Linked DNA regions of Macaca fascicularis: region 2 is linked to region 1. A link is a contact called in public Hi-C data. All regions are on one chromosome and are shown on one strand. The core of a region is the stretch at or near the end of the contact, and the rest is flanking DNA. Distances in the headings are between cores, read along the strand shown.

Evidence for each region. A called contact is a pair of places that touch in the nucleus more often than the background predicts.
Region 2: a contact with region 1 is called in a Hi-C map of skeletal muscle, with 3 times the contacts expected there. The contact joins the enhancer-like site here to the promoter of GADD45G in region 1. A contact is called at or near these places in 2 of 2 Hi-C or Micro-C datasets (liver and skeletal muscle).

The regions. Positions count from the first base shown.
Region 1 is chr15:119,949,089-119,951,788 of T2T-MFA8v1.1, forward strand. GADD45G (growth arrest and DNA damage inducible gamma) reads left to right here and starts at 1,292. Exons shown (of 4, transcript XM_005582122.3): 1 at 1,292-1,454; 2 at 1,711-1,812; 3 at 1,946-2,159; 4 at 2,248-2,700. The coding sequence starts at 1,402. The coding sequence ends at 2,358.
Region 2 is chr15:120,218,936-120,221,635 of T2T-MFA8v1.1, forward strand. No RefSeq gene overlaps it. Among named protein-coding and RNA genes, the nearest start is that of GADD45G, 270 kb to the left of the region's middle. Within about 2 kb of position 1,301, at least 1 of the 6 cell types and tissues checked has an H3K27ac peak or open chromatin away from gene starts, as enhancers often do.

The DNA of each region.
Region 1 (2,700 bases), core at 42-2,541:
ACTGGGGTTCCTATTAATGCGCAGCTTGGACAGGGCTCAGTGGGCCCGGCCGGACAGCTCCGTGGCCGACCCCCTCCACCGCCCTTCCCCCGCACCAGGCCAATGCAAGGGTGTGTGTGTTGGGGGAGGGGAGGAGAAAAGGGATTCAGGATCTTTTTAACCTGCCTGTAGATGGCGCCCCGGGAAACAGATACCGAACTACATCCCCTAAGCTCCAAGGGCCGCAGCCGCGGGGTCCCGGCCAGAGGGCGTCCAGTCGCGAAGACTGCGCAGCAGCTCTCTGTGCTTCCCAACTCGCGAGGCTGCTCGGCACCCGTGCGAGGAACGGGTGGAAGGGAATTACATGTAGCAGGGCCAGTACAGGCGGCGCGTACTCAGGGACCACGGAGTGGCACTCAGCCTCGACCCCACGCGCCAGGCAGCCCGGCGACCCCCACGCGCGGCGGGGGCCTGCCCACCCCACCCGGCGGCAGGTGGACAGTGTTGCTATGAAGAGAAAGCCTCGATTGTCCCTACTGCAAACCGCCACACGCCAGACCTCTGCTATTGTGCGCCCTCCATAGAAATGCAAACGAGCGGCGTGCGCCGGCAGCAATCTGCTCGCCCCTGCCCGCCCCCTTCTCCGGCGCCCCGCTGCTCTCGGCCAAGGGCGGGGAGGTGGGGTAGGATCTTCCAGCGACTACTCAATGTACACATTGAGTATGCCTGGCAGGCATTACCAGCGCGCTCCGGACGCTAGTGGTCAGCTGCAGGGGGCTGTGCCCACTGCCTTTTGCAAGCCTTTAACTGGCGTTACCTGTTTTTACCTTAATTTCCTGCTCCAATGCAACAGTCTCATAAACTTCAAATTAAAGAAAAGAAACAAATAGAAAGGTAGCAATAAAAAATGGAAATAAAATTCCTTTTGATTCTATAAAGGTGCTTTTCGCAAATTGCAGCATCATATTAGCAAACAAGGTTTTTGTGGATTGGCTTTTTTTTTTTTTTTTTTTTTTTTTTTACTTTTTCCTTTTAAGGACTTCAAAAAAAAAAAAAAAAAAAAAAAAAAAGAAAGCCAGGCGAGATGAAATCTGCAGGCTCCAGTCTGCCTGGTAACACCCCAACAAAAGCGGCAGATTTGAGGCATTGTCATCCCCCGCACCCCTCCCCACGTGGCCTTCTGGCACGAGCCGCGGGCTCGCGGTCTCATTTACATCAGAAAGCGGGTGCCGGCCAATAGGCGGGCAGCCTCGCGCCAGCTGGCGGCGCCGCACCCATCAGCCTATATAAGGACGCGCAGCGTAGCCCGGGCGCACTCGCTGGTGGTGGGCGCGCCGTGCTGAGCTCTTGGTCTCAGGGTGTTCGCCCGCGTCCCCTCCGCGCTCTCCGCTTGTGGATAACTTGCTGTTGTTTGATCGCACTATGACTCTGGAAGAAGTCCGCGGCCAGGACACAGTTCCGGAAAGCACAGACAGGTGGGTTTCAGGGCGCTGAGAAAGCGGCTGGTCAGTCGGCGACCGTCAGGGTTCTCCAGGGTGGGAATCCGCGGGATAGGAGCCGAGCCCGGGGGTGCGGGCGTCAGATCCGGGTTGGAGAGCCGGGGTGCGGGCGCCAAGCCGGGATTGGAGTGTGGTTGGAGTTGGAGAGCCAAGGGTGAATCCCCGTGGCCGGGGCTCGGGGCTCCACCGCGCCCCACGGCCGTCTCCCGCTCACTAGCTGGCTCCTCCGCAGGATGCAGGGTGCCGGGAAAGCGCTGCACGAGTTGCTGCTGTCCGCGCAGCGTCAGGGCTGCCTCACTGCCGGCGTCTACGAGTCAGCCAAAGTCCTGAACGTGTAAGTGTAGACGCGACCCAGGCTGGGAGACAGGGGCGGGGATGAATGGCGAAGAGACCGGCGGATGGGAGGGGTGGCTGCGGGAGAACTTGGTTTGCCGGTTCTGACCTTGGTCCCCGTCTTGCCCTCGCAGGGACCCCGACAATGTGACCTTCTGCGTGCTGGCTGCCGATGAGGAGGACGAGGGCGACATCGCGCTGCAGATCCATTTTACGCTGATCCAGGCTTTCTGCTGCGAGAACGACATCGACATAGTGCGCGTGGGCGATGTGCAGCGGCTGGCGGCTATCGTGGGCGCCGGCGAGGAGGCGGGCGCGCCGGGCGACCTGCACTGCATCCTCATTTCGGTGAGTACAGCCCCGTCCGGTCCCCGCCCCGGTGTAGTTCCCGCCTCGGCCCGCGGCCAGCCAGGCTGACCCTGCTCTCTCTCAGCAGAACCCCAACGAGGACGCCTGGAAGGATCCCGCCTTGGAGAAGCTCAGCCTGTTTTGCGAGGAGAGCCGCAGCGTTAACGACTGGGTGCCCAGCATCACCCTCCCCGAGTGACAGCCCGGCGGGGACCTTGGTCTGATCGACGTGGTGACGCCCCGGGGCGCCTAGAGCGCGGCTGGCTCTGTGGAGGGGCCCTCCGAGGGTGCCCGAGTGCGGCGTGGAGACTGGCAGGCGGGGGGGGCGCCTGGAGAGTGAGGAGGCGCGGCCTCTCGAGGAGGGGCCCGGCGGCGGCAGGGCCAGGCTGGCCCGAGCTGAGGACTCTGCAAGTGTCTGGAGCGGCTGCTCGCCCAGGAAGGCCTAGGCTAGGACGTTGGCCTCAGGGCCAGGAAGGACAGACTGGCCGGGCAGGCGTGACTCAGCAGCCTGCGCTCGGCAGGAAGGAGCGGCGCCCTGGAC
Region 2 (2,700 bases), core at 51-2,550, 270 kb after region 1:
CACTAAGGCTCATCAAACACCTACCACGAATGCTCCGTGACCCAGCAACCCCACTTCTTGAAATATACTCAAGGGAAATAAGTGCATATATCTGCCAAAAATGTGCACAAAGATGCTGCAGCATAAACAAATTGTGGCTTATATCATGAGTAGCAACTGTCTGGGGTCAGTGTTGCATGGGCAGTAAAAGGAATTTACCAGGACAGTTGTAGGTAGAGAAAGGCTGATTTATTAGAGAAAGTAGGAAAGTACGTTGCAAGAAAAGAACGGGCAAATCAGCAAGGGAGGAACTGACTGCAAGGAGACAAAGGCTTGGTGGGAATTTTATAGGATGATGCTTGTGCTGGAAAGGGTGACTGCAATACTGACAACACCAAGGCATCTGTCCCCCAGCAGGCCTGGGAGCCTGGGAGTGAAGGAGGCTACCCGTCTCACTCCCTGTGGGGGCCCATCCTATGGTGTAGTAGGAGCTTTGCTAAGTGTTTCGGAAGGTCCGGTGGAGCTGGGACTCTCTCAGTGTGCAGGAGCTGGGAACTCAGGAGTGCCTCTGTGTGTTACAGTGACATCAGGGGTCCCAGACAGCCCTGGCAGGCATCCCCGCACTACTAGACACCTGCCTGCTTGCCAACAGGAGCCCTGGGCCAACGCCTGGACCAGACTCTGAGCATTCTCATTACAGGGTTGGCCAGCTTCCAGGCCTTGCTCAGCCAACAGCCTCACCTCAGGTCCCTATCCCCGACCCCCTGCCTACAGCAGCCTCTGTGTGCTGGGGCCTGGACCCCCAGGAAAACCCCATGAGACCCTCAGCCCCAGCCCTGTGCTTTGGGGCATACCTCTGAACACCTGCAGCCGGCTTCTCACTCTTTCCTGGACACCAAGTCACCCCTGGACCCTGTGGAAATGTGAGTATTGTCTCAGAGGGTCTGCGGCAGGCTGGAGCCTGTGGTTTTAACCAGCTCTTGGGTGCTGCCATCGCTTTGGTGCAGGGACCGCACTCTGCGTAGGGAGTGTCTGGAAGGCCTGGCGAGCCACCACGTCCCTGCTAAACAATGATAAACACATACACTTCTACCTGCAACAGCAAGCCCATGCATACAGGAGCATGTGTGCAACCCAGTGCAATATTTAAAGAGCCATCAAGCAGATGGCACCGTGAGAAAGACTCCCTGGGCCACAAGTGTGCAGACTCGTACCCCTGAAGCCCTGAGCAATTTTCCCATCACATGACCCGCCCCACTTCCTGAGTTTCCGGGCTCTCGCTGCATCTGGAGGTCTGCTGGGGTCAGCTGAGGCTTCCCTTTGCTTTGGAGGCCACGTGGGAACTGTCCTGCCCAGGCCCCGGAACTTTCCAAGCAGCACCTCCAGCTCCCCTCACAGTTCCCCCAGGGCTATTTTTAGGATCCTATTTTTGCCCTGTTTGAAGTTCATGCTGACTTCACCACCTAATTAGAAAGGGCAGCTCCCTGGAATTATCTGTCCCACATTCTACTCTGTGTACTGTACAGAGCAGAGGTGATCAGATGTCCCCCAGCTGGGGCCAGGTGCCTGGTGACTGTCCCTCCTTGCCTGGGCAGAGTGTCTCGGAGCCCACCCCAGTGGCCAGGCCTGAGACAGGCCCTGGTTCTGTTTCTCCTGCCCGCCTGTGCTAACCCAGCCTGCCTGCACTTGCTCCTACGGTGGGGTCCCAGACCCACCTGACTCTATCCACAGCCCAGAGAGAGGTTGCAGGAGGCAGAAGGGGGATGCGGCTTGTGTGGGGCCTGCTCTGGCCAGGTCAACCTGTCAACAGTGCTCTGCACTCCCCAGGGAATGGACTGTCCCCACAGGGCTTCCACCTGCTGGGCTGGGCTGTCTCTCCCAGCTCTTCTCACCTGGAGGGCTGTGGGCTCACACTGGAGTCTTGGATTTCTGTCCTGATGCTGCAGGTCTGGGAACCTGCACTTGAGAGTCTCAAAGTCCTTGGAGGGATGCCAGGCCTCCCTCTCGCCACCCCAAACCCTGCCAGAGTTCTCTGAGCACCATGAGGCAGCATGAGTGTGGAGGGTGGACCGTGGGCCCAGGGAGGACTGAGTTTCCCTCTCTTGTTTGTCATTTTCCATGTGATGACAGCAGGTTACTTACTCCTAGAAAGCTCAGTTTCCCAAGGTTAACCTTACCCATCTCATGGGGATGGTGTGATCATTGAATAAGTTAATGCACATAAAGCCTCAGGCATAAAGTAGACAAGTAAAAAAGGTTATTTCTTCTCCAGTTCATCACTGTCGACAGGTCTGACTGTCATGGATGTGGCATCATGGGTCGGGCTGAGGACCTGCCCGTGTGCTCTCTGGAGCCCCTTCCTGACTCCTCAGGGCAGTGCTGAGCTGAGCATGGGCCCCGAGGATCTTGTCTCTCCCAGCTCACCTGTGACCTGGGCCACCCCTGGACGGCCCCAGCCTCAGTTTCCATCTGTGAAATGGGAGAATCCTCCTCAGTTCTCCTAGTGCTGCTCAGAGGCTCCTTAAGGTAGTAAATTAAGCAAGTGTCTGGAGAATTTTGGGGGACCTGGAGCCCCCACACCCTCATGAAAACTTGTGAGGTCCAATCCCCCTTTCAAGGTATGAGCACAGCCTTTCCTAAACACAAGGAGATTCTTCCCAAACTGGATTAACTGGGGCACCCCACTGAACTGGAAATAAACTCTACTGATTGGGTTGAAAG